Regions from separate parts of the Mus musculus genome. Here regions 2, 3, 4 and 5 are each linked to region 1. Evidence: chromatin contacts called from public HiChIP or PLAC-seq data. All regions are on one chromosome and are shown on one strand. The core of a region is the stretch at or near the end of the contact, and the rest is flanking DNA. Distances in the headings are between cores, read along the strand shown.

The links. HiChIP or PLAC-seq counts read pairs in DNA pulled down with a chosen protein or histone mark.
Region 2: a contact with region 1 is called in an H3K4me3 HiChIP or PLAC-seq map of forebrain, with 6 times the contacts expected there. The contact joins the promoter of Mid1ip1 here to the enhancer-like site in region 1. A contact is called at or near these places in 4 of 39 promoter capture datasets (the 3T3-L1 cell line, hippocampal neurons and neural stem cells), 1 of 484 Hi-C or Micro-C datasets (cardiomyocytes) and 4 of 115 datasets of contacts at active chromatin or transcription factors (astrocytes, cardiomyocytes, embryonic forebrain and 1 more).
Region 3: an H3K4me3 HiChIP or PLAC-seq map of embryonic forebrain shows a contact between it and region 1, with 5 times the contacts expected there. The contact joins the promoter of Bcor here to the enhancer-like site in region 1. A contact is called at or near these places in 3 of 484 Hi-C or Micro-C datasets (myocytes, neural progenitor cells and uterus) and 11 of 115 datasets of contacts at active chromatin or transcription factors (craniofacial prominence, differentiating embryonic stem cells, embryonic forebrain and 8 more).
Region 4: a contact with region 1 is called in an H3K4me3 HiChIP or PLAC-seq map of forebrain, with 6 times the contacts expected there. The contact joins two enhancer-like sites. A contact is called at or near these places in 2 of 484 Hi-C or Micro-C datasets (neural progenitor cells and uterus) and 5 of 115 datasets of contacts at active chromatin or transcription factors (differentiating embryonic stem cells, embryonic forebrain, embryonic midbrain and 2 more).
Region 5: an H3K4me3 HiChIP or PLAC-seq map of embryonic forebrain shows a contact between it and region 1, with 6 times the contacts expected there. The contact joins two enhancer-like sites. A contact is called at or near these places in 2 of 115 datasets of contacts at active chromatin or transcription factors (embryonic forebrain and embryonic midbrain) and 1 of 9 other capture datasets (embryonic stem cells).

Annotation. Positions count from the first base shown.
Region 1 is chrX:11,492,861-11,495,560 of GRCm38.p6, reverse strand. The region is part of intron 5 of Gm39496 (a long non-coding RNA gene); the gene reads left to right. Among named protein-coding and RNA genes, the nearest start is that of Gm39496, 32 kb to the left of the region's middle. Within about 2 kb of position 1,405, at least 48 of the 459 cell types and tissues checked have an H3K27ac peak or open chromatin away from gene starts, as enhancers often do. A contact at or near this core is called in embryonic forebrain, forebrain, neural progenitor cells and 1 more, where this site is marked.
Region 2 is chrX:10,715,987-10,718,686 of GRCm38.p6, reverse strand. It overlaps Mid1ip1 (Mid1 interacting protein 1 (gastrulation specific G12-like (zebrafish))), which reads right to left and starts at 1,322. Exons shown (of 2, transcript NM_026524.4): 1 at 983-1,322; 2 at 1-700. The coding sequence starts at 457.
Region 3 is chrX:12,079,223-12,081,922 of GRCm38.p6, reverse strand. Bcor (BCL6 interacting corepressor) reads left to right here and starts at 1,370. Exons shown (of 15, transcript NM_029510.3): 1 at 1,370-2,105.
Region 4 is chrX:12,005,378-12,008,077 of GRCm38.p6, reverse strand. No RefSeq gene overlaps it. Among named protein-coding and RNA genes, the nearest start is that of Gm34301, 4.6 kb to the right of the region's middle. Within about 2 kb of position 1,292, at least 320 of the 459 cell types and tissues checked have an H3K27ac peak or open chromatin away from gene starts, as enhancers often do. A contact at or near this core is called in embryonic forebrain, forebrain and neural progenitor cells, where this site is marked.
Region 5 is chrX:12,135,270-12,137,969 of GRCm38.p6, reverse strand. It overlaps a transcript of Bcor not described here. Among named protein-coding and RNA genes, the nearest start is that of Gm46687, 44 kb to the right of the region's middle. Within about 2 kb of position 1,424, at least 233 of the 459 cell types and tissues checked have an H3K27ac peak or open chromatin away from gene starts, as enhancers often do. A contact at or near this core is called in embryonic forebrain, where this site is marked.

The sequences.
Region 1 (2,700 bases), core at 156-2,655:
TTATTTTCTTTTGGAGACAGAGTCTCTCTACATAGACCCCCAGGTGTCCTGAAACTTACTGGTTTGAAACTCAAAAGATCTACCTGCTTCTGCCCCCCCCCCCAAAGTGATAAGATTAAAGGCATGCACCACCATGCCCAGAAAAAATGGGTCCCCATTCAGGGGTTGTTAGACTTACATCACTCATCCTTGAGAGAGCGCTAGGATCCCATGCACAGCACCTTAACCTCTTTGGAAAGCAGTGCTGCCCATGACTTTAGCACGTTTTACTTGGTTCCACCTCTTAAAGGTTCCATCACCCCCACATTGCTACAGTGGAGACAAAGATTCTAACACTCGAAACCTCGTAGACATACTAAAAAGGTGCACAAAACATGGAACTGGTCCATGGCACAATGTTTTCCTGTTTGATTGCCTAGCTTACAGTCCCAGGAATGAGCTTGAGGAGGGCACCAGCACCAAGGAAAGGGGAACACTGACACATACCTGGCACACTGTTATTGGGGCAGCCTTAGAATTCGAACTCAGGCTCCCGGACCCAGGACAATTCTGATGCATCTGGTTTGCCTTGCCTCTACAAGTTCATCACACGCTAAGGCAGCTTGTCAAACGCAGACAAGTCCTGTGGCTATTTTTTTCCTGCTGACTTTTCACCAGGGGTATGGCAGCCAAACAGAGCTGGTGTCACAGGCTTGACGGGTGTCAAACCTTGTGTGTGAAGAACGTCCCCGTTATCCTGTCTCCCGCATCCCCCAAACACTTATCTCATTATTGAAGCAGGGGGGGCAGGAGAACCAGGAGGGGAGGCAGGCATCTCAGGAGTGTTTATTCTCTTCAGGAGCGAGGCTTTCTCCTAATTAGTAGGTGATTCTGTGAGATGGAGCCCAGGTGGGGAATGAACGTGGGGTCTGGAGTGGTGCTCCAGCCGTCCCTGATTACCCAAATCCCCAGCTGGGGTGAGGACCCCTCATGTGGGGTGGGAAAGCGGGGGAATATTAGTTTCCGATACAACGAGAGACAAGAGAATAATTCTACGAGGCCGTGTAGAACAAGCAGAGAGAGAAAAGCTCTTTGAGTGCAACAAGGAGCGGGGTTTTAAAATTTCATTTGCACAGCGGCAGGTCTTGCCAATTGGATCCTTTCCAGAAAGCAATCTGCTAAGTCTGACAGTCGGAAGAAATGCCGGGCTGCTGAGCGAGGAGAGGCTGTTTTTTTTTTTTTTTTAAGGGTTTATTTTTCATCCAGGTCCTTTGTGAGCAATGGCTTTTTTTTTTTTTATTCCATTTTAAAAGAAAAAGACACGCAGCGATCCTCTTTGTGAGGCGGGAAAGGGCTTCCCTGACCATCTGGGCCTCAGAGGGACTCGGGGAGAGGCGGCCTTTTGTGTTGGGGCATTCAATGCCCGTGCGACCGCCGTTTATCTTTGCTGCCACTCACACCAGGCTGGCCTCGCTGCCGGCTGGCCGGGGGCACACGAAGCAGCTTGGAGCAGTCCTCTAGGTCCTTATCTGTGTCACGGGCAGGAGGTCGGGGGCTAGGGAGGGGGGCTCTCTGAGCCCACCCAGAGGTCCATTGTGTTGGCCGCTCAAAGCTACAGATCAGCTCCGCAGACATCTCTGCCCAGCCCTATTCTTCAGAGCATAGTGCTCTCTCTCTCTCTCTCTCTCTCTCTCTCTCTCTCTTTCTCTCTCTCTCTAACTTGAATCCATTCCTCATTCCTTTTCTGCCAGCAGAACCGGAGACTTTAGGGTAAATATGGATTCTAAGCTGAGGTCAGCTATTAGGAGAGCATTTCTGCACATGTGCATGTACACACACACACGCACACACATACACACACACACACACACACACACACACTCCCAGCCTTGTCTGTCAGCCAGGCTCTAAAGCCTGAGCAATCTTTTTATAGAAATGCTGAGGTGACGAGGTTGTCTTGCAGTGGTGGGTCCTTGCCCAAACAAGTACTAGGGATAATGGTTTGGGCTTCAGAACGTTGCACTCTGGCAATGCTGGGCAAGGGTATGCCTCCCTCTGTGCCCCCCCCGCCCCCGCCCCCGCCCCTGCCTCGAGAGCACAGAAGGCTGTTTTGGAGGCAGACTAGACAGTGAGGGTATTTTAACCATGAAAGGGGATGGGGCTACTTATAGGCTCATTTGGAGTGTTGCTTTTACAGACTAGGGAGGACACTATCATCTATGGCCTTTGGTCTTCCCCCCAAACCCTGAGATATAGGCAGGTTGCACATCCATCCCATGTCCTTGATGAGTAAACTGAGGCAGAGAGGAGTCTTGCCAGTCTGATTATTCAGTAGGAAAATATGACACAAGTGTGAAGTCCACTGTATTTCTATTTCAGTCCACACAATTCCAGGTAATGTGATTTATGTCTTTGCGCATAGCAATTTACAATCTCCAAATGTGATGGTTTAAAACAAAAGTGACCAATGCGTGGTCACCAAACCTTGTTGAGATGGGTTAAGTAGCTTTGTACCAAAAGAGCAAGGCCTTGAGATCTCATGTCTCCTGGTGGTGATGGCTCCTTATGACTTCATGAGGCTAAGCTAGATGGAAGACAGGACTGTTAGCATGAGGCTGGAATGGTGGGGGGTGAAGTAGCCTTTTCTTTTTTGCTGCCATGATGCTATAGCAATAAAGGTAAAGATGGGTGGACAGCGCGAGAGTGGAGGGGCACTCAACA
Region 2 (2,700 bases), core at 73-2,572, 780 kb after region 1:
GCCCGCGCAGGTGGTAGTGGAACTGCTGCTCCAGATCTTCCTCGCCCGCATCCGCGCTCTCCAAGTGACTCAGGCCCACCAGGATGTCCTTGGGCTTCCAGGTGCTCTCCTCGCTCCCGGCCGGCGGAGACGAAGGCTGGTGCAGGACTCCCCACTCGATATCATTGCGGATGGACTTGAGCAGCACGTAGTGGCTGTACATGTCCCGGGAGGGCGCGAAAAAGCTTTCATTGGCGCTGCCCGGGCTTGGGGCCGGGGTCGTGCGCTCCTCCAGGCAGCCGCCACTGCCGCCTACCTCCACGCTGACCTCGTCTATCTCCGGCTCGGACAGGGGTACGTCGCGCAGCAGACTGGGCACCATCACCGTCTGGTCCATGTTGTTCACCGCGCCAATGAAGCGATTCATGGCGTTAAAGAGCGAGTGCTTCTGGTTATATGTGTCGCAGATTTGCATCATGGTGGCCGAGCGGGCGCGGAAACACAGGGACGCTGGTACACGGAGATAGACCGCTGGCGATGCCGCCTTCAAGCGCTCTCAGAGGCTGATGCCGGGAGCCTGCTTGAAGCCGGTGTGACGGGATTCCCAGATCCTTCTCCGCCCTCTCTAACTTGCTTCTTTCTCAGCTCAGCCCTTCGTGAGGCCCGGCTGCTCTTATCTTTGGCTCAGGATTGACGGTGGGTGGCTGGGTCTAGCCTTTTTCTGCTTGGGAGACAGAGACGAAAAGAACAAATTACCCACCCGGTTAGGATGCCCGGCATCCGGTCCGCGCGATGCTCCCACCCTGACCAAGGCTGGCCAGAGAAGGCACAAGGGTGGTTCCTTGGGACCAGCCGGTATCACCTCCTCCAATACTAGCAGAAGACCTTTGAAAAAAAAGGAGAAAAAAATCTCCCCCATCCCGGACTCTCTGGTTTCTCCCTTCTAAAACCTAAGCGAAAGCAACCATATTAGCCCGGGCTGCCAAAGGGCGGGGACACCCACCTCTTGCACTGCGAAATCCCCTGGTTCTCAGTGCTTGCGTTGCGGACGGTGGCTGCCCAAGGGCGCTGCTGCGGTCACTGATCGGACTGTGAGTAAGGGCGACTGTGGTTGCTCCGGCCCCCTGCCCATTCCAGGTGCTCAATTTATAGTCCGGGAAAGGTGTCCCAGGCGCCCAGGACCACCCCTGATGTCTCCTCCTCCTACCTCCTCCAGCAGCACAGATAAAAGGTCCCAGCCCTGACCGCGAGTAACACTCGCCCAACCCTTTCTACCGCGGGGGCGGGGCACGCCGGGTGGCTCCGCCTCTCGCCTGATACCCGGGCTAAGGCAGGGCGGCCCAGCAGGGCAAGGCAGGGTAGGGCTGGGAGGATGGAGCGGCCGCACCCCAGCACCAAACCCAGAACAAGCTGTTTGGGGGAGGGAGGGCGAGGCACTGAGCCCAAGGAGCCGCCGTCCAAACCAGAGGGCGGACTGGCGCGCGCGGGCTGGGCGGGCTTGGCGCGCACTCTCCGGGTGGGATGACCGGAATGCTTGTGTGTCCGGGTTGCAAAAGAGCCCCTCAATCCTGAACCTAGAGTGACTGCAGTCCGGAAATTTAGCCTCGATTTATTATTAGACGTCGGGTAAGAGGGATTCACAGCTGCCCTGACTCCATACTTGGGAATCTTATGTAAGAAGAGTTAGCAGGACATGCCGGATGCACGTGGACATGGGGTGCTCCCTCCACGGCCCAGGTCGTGGTCAGCTGCAGGGGGATGGGAACACTGAGGCATTTGCTTCCCTCCTGGCGGGGTCTTTCCTACTACTGCTGCCAGGTATGAAGAGCACCCTGGTCATCTGATCTATAGTTTTGTGTCCCCCACCAAGAGATAAGAGCATGGCAATGGAGTGTGAACTTGGGCCTTGTGGCCCTTTTGGCTATCAAAAAGACTAGGAGAAGGTGGCAGAAGTTAGGACTGGTGTTGGGTATATCTTATCATTTAAAGAAAAAAAATGGGAGTATACCCAATAACTTTCTGGAGTGTGTGTCAAGTGCTCCTTTCAAAAGATAGTTCTTAAGCAAGGGTTACTTAATAAGCCTAAGCTGTGTACCATAGCCCTGGATCTACCTTTCAAGTTTTACACTTGAAACTCCTCTTTCAGGTTCCCAGCCCTGAGCCCATACTCATTTCCCATCTCATTTCCTTTGCCACATCCCTCAACCTCCAGTCAGCTCTTCCATTCCTCCAGATAAGATGACTCAGGCTTCTAATTTTAAATTTCTTCCCACTAAAGTCTTCGGGGGGAAGTTTTAGTATGGCATTCCCCTGCAAGACAAAAAAGCGCCCCAAACAAGGAGAGACACTTATGCATGTGGGTTTGTTTGTTTGTTTGTTTTTTCTTGAAGGACTGGTACTGTCTACCGAAAATCATGTCTCTTTTCAATTTTGAAGGGAACAAGAGCTGATAACAGACAGAAAAGTCATTGGTAACTCTAGAACCCAGACTGGCAAATCTCCATCTCCCTCTGGTTTACTGGTTCTAGATCATAACCCATGCTTCCAATGCTTTCTTATGTATGTATGTATGTATGTATGTATGTATGTATGTATGTATGTATGGAGACACAGTCCCAGCCAGCCAGCCAGCTTGATTTGGAACGACAGCTACTCATCCTTCTGATTCAGTGTCCCATGTTCTTTTAAACATGAAATAATGTTTGTTATCTGCCCCGTGGA
Region 3 (2,700 bases), core at 121-2,620, 590 kb before region 1:
ACTGGAGCGGTGTTCGTCCTTGAGGCTCTGCATTCCGGGGAGGCCTGAACCTCGCTTCTCGGCTTCCCCCTTTCGCTTGCCTGCCCTTCCCCGCCCCCCATCCCCCCCTGGCGCCCAGAGCTGCTCCTGGTGCGTAGGAGAAGCTCGATACGTGTCAATTGGATTGAACTGCTGCGGGCGCAGGCTGTACACTGCCGCCGAGCCTTGATCTGCACGACGTTACCGAGTGAAAATTTATGGGCTGAACGGTGAAGCCAAAAGTTGTTCCCGGCCAAGTAAAATAAAACGCGGGAGATACTCTCACGAGGCCGAGGTGAGAGACGAGGGCAGACCTTCCAGCCATCGGAGGTCCGGACTGTGAAATGCTTAAGAACTGGGAGAAACTCAGGCTCATCCCAGGTCCCTTTATGGTCCTCCCACCCCCTTGTGTCCCCAAGAGCAGCCCCCCACCTCAACACAATTCCCACACAATTGAAATGTCCGGGGAGCAAGGGCGCGGAACTGCCACTGTTGCGGGTGGTGGTGTTTTCACGTAGCTCTTAGCGCCTTAAGGGGAAGTAGCTCCTCTGGGAAGAAGGGGCGAGGTGCGGTGGGGGTGGACGCCCACGCGCACTCAGGCTCTGCTGGGCTGGCTCTCGGAGGGGACGCTAGGCCGGGAGAGCGCAGCGCTGGTGGCGAGAGGAGGCAGTGGCGCCTGCCGCTGGGGTTTGACAGCTTTGGCTGAGAGGAGTGCGAGGCGCTTTATGGTAATTGCGGTCCTCCACTGGCCTTCTGGGTAGCAAGGGGAGTCTCGGCGCGCGGCAGGGAAAGCCTCCCCCGCCGCCCCGCCGCCCCGCCGCCCCCCATTCTTGGGGCTGGGGATTTGTTGGCCGACCTAGCCGTCGCCGCTGCGGAGTCGGTCTCCAATACCCTAGGACGTGAGCCCTGGCTGGGCGTGAATGCTAACTCGGCCGGAGCTGGGACGGAGAGGACAGAGGGCGGTAGAGTTGGGGGGGGGGTACGAGGACACGACCCGCCACCCAGGTGGTTTGGGGTTCAGATGTGGCGAGGCCCCAATGCACCCGGCTGGGAATCCGTGAGGGCCGGGGAAAGTCGGGCGAACCTTTCCTGGGGAATCACCCCCTCCCGAAACCCCACCGCGGAGGCGCCGCAGCGGAGGGTGAGCGGAGACTGGGGATCTCAAACTTGCGAGAGCTGGAGGCGGCGGCGGCGGCGGGCGGGCGGGCGGCTGTCGCTCGAGCGCTGCGCCTGAGGGGGGAGGGGAGGCGGCTGTTGGGAGGGAGGGAGGGAGGGCGGGCGGAGGGAGGGGGAGGAGGAAGAGGAGGGAACCTGGGAGGGGGGACGCGTTGGGATCGCGGCGTGCGGCAGCAGACGGAGCCTGAGCTCCCAGCGGCAAGGTGAGGCAGAGCTGCGCTCCGGGCCGAACGGCGACCGAGCTCTTCGGCCGAGGGGGAGACGCGCCGGAACCCAGAGCACGACCGAGAGCGGGAGCGAGGCGGGCGGCGGTGGCGGAGGGGGAGCACGCGAGCCGCCGGGCGGAGAGCCCGAGCCGCGCTGTCGCCGCGGAGGGACGACTTGGCCAACACACTCGCTCACACACACTCACACACACACCCAGCCCGAGCGGGCGCTCTCGGCGAACCGTCAACATGGCGCTGGGGCTCTTGCCCGAGCGCGGGCGGCAGCGGCGGCGCGGGAGCTGCTGAGGGTGACAGAGCTCGGGCCAGCTGCGGGAGGAGAGGATCGCGCGGGGCCGTCGCCACCTGCCCTGAAGCTCGCAGCCCGCCCCGCCCCGCCCCACCCCCACGCGGCCCAGAGCCCACCCCTCCGCCGGGCCGACCCCGAGGGCAGCAGAGCGGCTGCAGTCGGCGGCGAGCGAGCGCGGCGCTGGGAGTGGACTGCGGGCACCAGAGGAAGCCAAACTTTGCTGCTCGCTGCGCTTTCCCGGCCGGGCTCCTTCACGTAGCCGCCCTCTCCCGACCCCGCACACATTCACCCAGCCAGCCGCCCCCGGATCTTCCTCGCCGCCTGGACTCCGCTCCGGGGAAAACTTCAAAGCGCCGGATCGCAGGGCTCCCTGCCTACTTCCCGACTGGGGATTTCAGGTCAGTGCCCGGAACACCTTTCCCCGGGGGCCGCGGGCGGGCTGGCGCGCCGGGGACTGCAGCCGACCTCCTCCCTCCGAGGGTTTCTCCTCCGACTTCGGTAGACCCCCGTTGGGAGGCTTAGCTACCTTGCTCGCTTTCGGTTTTACATCAGAGCTGCAAGTTATTAAAAATGCAGCCAACCTAAGCGGCCCCCGCATGGGCACCAGGGAGGGAGGGACTCGACGGAGGACCTGCCGCCTCCCGAGGGGTTGGGAGGATCGGGAGTTGAACGAGTGGAAGTTTGCAGCCTCTGTGTGTCTGCGCGGGAGCGCGGTCGTCGCCGAGCGTCGGGAGTCAGGCGGGGGGGGGGGTGCTGGGCTGGAAGCTGGGAACCTCGTCTCGGCGTTACCTCGCTAGCAGGAAGGGGAGGGCGGCGGGTTCCCGTCTGCTTTCTTTTTCGACTCGGAAAAGAACTGTAAAAACCCCCAGCCGCCGCCGCTTCGTCTGGCCTCTCCTGGGGCCCGGCGGTGCCTCCGAGTGGAACGCCGGCTTGAGCGTGCGCTAGTGTGTGCGGCGGGCGCCTCGGACCGAGCCGAGCTCGACCTGCCGTCGT
Region 4 (2,700 bases), core at 43-2,542, 510 kb before region 1:
ACTTATTATTAAACAAATAAGATTTTCCTATCTTCGCAGCACCCAAAGTAAGGCTGAACAGCACATTACACCGGCCCCGTGCTTTATTCTCTCTTTAATATGTTAATAGATGCAGTTGATTTCTTTAAGTAAATACGCATCTATAAAACAACACGTACTTTATAAAAAAGAAATTTAAATAATAATCCATTAGCAAAGTTGGCAACAATTTAAGAGGAACAACCCATTAATACTAACGCGTGGGAATCAATTTGCGAATTTTTAACTCGGGTGGTGGGTTGCGGACGATTGAGGGGGAGGACTGCAAGTGTTGTGTGAGCTTAAAAAAAAAAAAACATTTTAGTGAGTTTCAGGAGACAAGGACTGAGATCCTTTCCATGTTTCGGGTGCCGGCTCCCCGGAGGTGGAAAACTGTCCGAGTCTTCACCTCCACACCTGCCTTTTCCCTGCGTCCTCTGGAGATCCGAGCCGTGGGCTGACATCTAGCACGTGGCTTTCCACCGGGCCCCTAGGCTGCCCAGCAGCACAGAGTTAGGCGGGGTGGGGGTGGGGCAAGGCCTGGCGTCTAAGCGCCTCTCCTCCCGGGGCTGAGGCTGGGGCTCTCCCCTCCTGCCCTCCATCCCTCGACACCGGCTTCATCACAGCCGGTTCTTTCCAGCTAGGGTCAGGGTGGCCTCCCCCCGCGGTGTCGCGGAGCTCAGGGCCAACCGCGCACCCTTATCTCGGCCGAGTCAGACACTCGCCGCGCGGAATCTGTTGACATTTACTATTGTTCGCAGGAGTCCGGAGCGCCGGGCGGGAGCGAGCGGGCGGGCGGGCGGGGCGAGCCGAGGGAGGGCCGCAAGTGGGAGGCCTGCGCTCCACGTGTGTGCGCGCGCGCGCGTGCTCGCCGGGGGGGTGGGGAGGGCCGTCTGCCTGGAAAATAAAAGTGGCCGGCGGGCCCGGAAGCTTCCAAAGCCGGCTGAGCGGCCCACGCCGGGAATTGAAGTGGTGGCGCGCGGGGGTGGGGTGGGGGGAGGTGGGTGCAGGAAGGAAGACTGGGCAAGCGGGCCGTGGGCTCGGCGGGGGAGGGGTGGGGACAGCTCCAGCCGCACGGCCCCCGGTGACCCACAGGACACAAGTGCATTTGTGCCTAGCCGTGGTAGGGATTAAAGTGCCATACGGCCCGAGCGAGGGGGGCGAGGCGGGTAGAAAACAACCAGCGCGCACAAAGCGCGCATTGTTCCAGCCACCTCCATTATGCCGCGCTGCAGCCAAGAGCCTGTTTCGCAACTGCCGTCCCGGCGATTGGGCGCGCGCGCGTACACACACACACACACACACACACACACACACACCTCCCTGACCAAGGCAGGGTGCACTCCATCGGGACTGGGAAGGGCTGCCCGGGTGGGTTGTGAGTAATGGGGACTCGCGGGTATCTTGAAGAGCTCGGCTGAGCTCTTTATCGGTTTTCGTCCTCGTCTTCTCGGCACTTTTCGTTTTTTTCTGGCTCCTGCCCCGAGCGCACCCCGGAGCGAGGAGCTTCCCCTGGGGAGGAGGCGACGGCGGGGGTGTGAAGTGGAGAGGGCGCGCTCTCAACCGCTGTCACCCGCGGATCGCAGCCCCAGGCGCACAGCGCTCGCCTGCTCTGCTGAAGACACGTGCGCAGCAGGAACGGGGACAGCATCCTTGCTTTCCAAGGAGAGGCTCCGGGAGCACCCACTCCAAGGCTTCCTGGCACTCTGGGACTTCCCCCTGTCGGGAGCGGAAGCTGTGGAATCCCGCACAGCGCTGCCTGGCCTGCCCGGGCGTGCGTGCCAAGTGGGCCAGCTCAGTCTCCTTTACACTAACCACACAGGGCCCAGGCCCTGGCCTCCTCTCTCTGTGGCATCAAGCGCCCTGCTTAAGCACGCTGAGAGGGAATTTAAGCCTGGGCAGCAACAGAAGAAGGTTCCCTTCTCCTTTGGGTGCAGAGTAGGGGGAGGACTAGAAGCCACCCCACTTTCCAGACCCCCTGCTGAGCCCTCTTGGTGGGCAGGTGGGGATCGAAGGCGCCCAGGCTCCGCAAGCTAGCGAAGTCTGGTTTCCTTTACGTTTTACAAGCTATAAATAAACTTCCCCTTGGGCGGATGAGCGCTGCGTCCAAGGGCGGCTTCCCGCCGAATCCGGCGGGCGGTTTACGATCTGGGCCAGGAGCTGGTCTTACGGCGGCCTGAGCCTAGGGTGGGGCGATGGCTCAGGGAAAGCTCAGAGGTCGTCCAGGAGTGGTCGAGTGACCCTCCTCTTCCCTGCGGGGCTGAGGCGCCTCAGCTCTGAGGGCTGGGGGTGGAGCCAGTTGATTTATGAGCCGTCACCCCACCCCGCCCCTCCCGTTTCACTTGTTTTCCTCATCTTCTCTAGCTCAAGCCCTGTTCCCAAAGCCTCACCCCGCAACCCTGCCCAGTGAGGGTTTGGCAACACCGGGCGGCTAGAGCACTGGCCGAGGGGCCCCGGGCGAGGAAGGGGGTGCAAGGGTGTGGGTGAAGCCTTTGGTGTTTTTTCATCCCTCCCACCCCACTCCCGTACCTCCTCCCAGAGCAGGCTAGCCAGCCTAGCCGGACAAAGCTGGGTGGCCAAAAAGCCTGAGAGGCTGAGATAAAGGGCTGGCCTCTAGGGGTGGGAAAATCCCAAGCGTTTGGGGTAGATCCCTGACTTTCTCAAGGTCACCGGGCGGGGGAC
Region 5 (2,700 bases), core at 175-2,674, 640 kb before region 1:
CAGAAGTGGCCACCATTCCCAGATCTTTAATTATGCTCTGAGACCCTACCCTTCCCCCACCCCATCGCCGGCTTCCAGCCCTTTAATCAATTTCACGATATTAAATATTAATTTCCCGCCAGCCACGCTTTCTCGAAGGAGGGGGGAAGGGACACACAGGGCAAAGCCAAGAAAAGGATGGCTTTGCTGGGTGTGACCAGGGTAACTGGGCGTGGAGGACACGCGAGCTCCTAAGTGACCGTGCCCAGAACTCAGGAGTCACGGTGTTTGCACCCTTCAACTGGGGAACTTGGGGAGTTATGAACACTTAAGATGCATGTCTTCAGGAGGGGCAGCCAGGTGTGCAGAGTTCGGGTCTGCTTGGTGACCACCTCCTGCTCTGCGGCCCCTTCCCCACCTCTAGTGGCGAGTCAGGCTCACACGGGCCTGCAGCGCGCCGCGATGATGGATCGCGCCTGGCGGGGGTGATTTGGTGTTGATCGCACATTATCACTGGCAGGTTGGACTGGTTGCTGATGGACGACTTCTAGCGGCGGCAGCAGCAGCGTCTTCAGACACCGTGCGGTGATTCGCTCGCTTTACAAGGTCTTTCCCCCTACCACCCTCCTCACCACTTACGCATGTCGGGAGAGTCTAGGAGAGAGAGTGGGGGTCTCCCCGTCCTCGAGGCCACCCACCTCGGTCCGGGACCGGGTGTGGGCCGCAGGCCCAGAGAGGAGGGGAACTAAGAGGTCTCTCCTACTTCCTCTCATTTCTCTTTCCCTTACAGCCTGCCCACCTTCCGCTTCCCCATCGGAACACGAAGGGCCTAGGTCACTTGGCCGGTGATTTCCTCGGTGCCCAGCCCAGTCCGCGGGGTGCAGTCTCCCTCTCCCTGCCGCTCACGACCCTCTCAGGGCTCCCAGCCGCGGAGGCGCTGGGGTGAAGCCCCCTCCTTGCTTCGTTTTCTAAAGTGCCTGCAAATACAAAAGCGGTTCCGTAATGCCTTCCGTCTGCGAGAGCCGGAGGACCTTGGCTGACCTTTCGGAAACTGATTGCAACTGCCTGTTAACAGCCCGTACTGACCGCACTGAGCGGAGCGGAGGACAATCATTTAAGTGACAGACGGCGAGGTGGCCCCGGCTCAGTTGAGCGGCCTGGTTAAGCCCTCCCCTCCCCCCTCCCCAGCTACTCCCCCAGCTCCGGGTGCACTGCGGGCCGTGGCCAGCTCTCTGGAGAGCGGGGAGGGCGCACCGTGAGCGCCTGTGAGTGTGAGTGCGTGTCTGCGATTATGGGCCGAAGGGTTAACCCTTTGCAGAACGCCGCCGGGGTCCTTTGAAGCCGAGCGCTGCCGGCTTAATCTGCCATTTGCAGAAGAGGAATAAAGAGGCTGCCTTGTCCTACTACCCCTAATGGGTAAACTGTACTCTCTTAGCGTGACCCGGTCACTGTCCCTGCTGCTGCCGAGGAAAGATCTCGACCCTTGGATCTTCTGCCATGGCGCTATGTAACCTCCCTGCGCTTTCCTCTTTTTCCTCACAGAAACAAGGAACAGCGCGGGGACAGCGCAAAGCGTCCAAAGGCTTTAAGGTTCGCGATGCAGTGGACGTGGGTGTTCCTGGTGTTTTCTGTTTTGGAAACTGGAAAAAGGGGAGGTGGGCTCACAGCAGGAAGGGCAGGTGGGGGAGGGGGAGGCTGGTGACAGGGCACCTCGGGCTTCTCTCTCTCTCTCTCTCTCTCTCTCTCTCTCTCTCTCTCTCTCTCTCTCTCTCTCTCTCTCTCTCTCTCTCTCTCTCTCTCTCTCTCTCTCTCTCTCTCTCTCTCTCTCTCTCTCTCTCTCTCTCTGGAGAGATCGCCAGCTGCTCTCCAACAGGCAGCGCCCTGAAATCTATTTAAAGAGAGGGAAAGGGGAGGAGAACAAAGGGGGAGGAGGGGGGCGGCGAGAGAGCAGGGAGGATCCGCCGCTCCGCGGGCACATCAAGCGCTCACATCTGTACACTCCGCGATCGATGGGGAGAATGGATAATATTTGTCAGCTGCAGACCTTTCTCTTCCCGGTTCCCAGGAAGGGGAGGGGGCAAGGGAGGGGGAGGGGCAGGCAGACCAGGCGAGAGAGGCCGCGTCAAGGACAGCGCGCCTCCCGCTGCAGCCGCACGGAAACCCAGTGCCCAGAAAGCCGGCAGATTTTTTTCTCTTATTATCATTATTAATTATTTTTTATTATTCCACAGCAGCCAGCGAGCGCTCAGCCGCGCCCCTCCCCCGCTCGCCTGCCGCCTCCCTTTGTTGATTTTCAGCTGCAAGCGTGGCGGGCCCGAGCCACCGCCGCCGCGGAGCACGATTTGCTCTTGCGCCCTGGGTCGCAGCTGCGGCCCAGGAAGTCAGGGCTCCGCCCCCGCCCCCGCCCCCCGAGGCGCGGCAGATCCTGTCCACCAAGCGCGCGCGCGCGCGCGCGCACACACACACACACACACACACACACACACACACACACACACACACACACACACACACACACACACTCATCGGTGGCCAGCCACCAGGCTATCCTAGCAGTACTTTGCTGCGGCTTTGCGTCCCCCAAAGCCCAGGCGCTGGCTGCCTCGACCAGGAGCCAGCCGTGGGCCGCACACCGGCCTTCACCACCCCCTTCCCCGGCCGCGGCACTCTGATGCCGCCACCCTCACACATGGTCTTCATTTAGCACACTAGCGGCTCGCT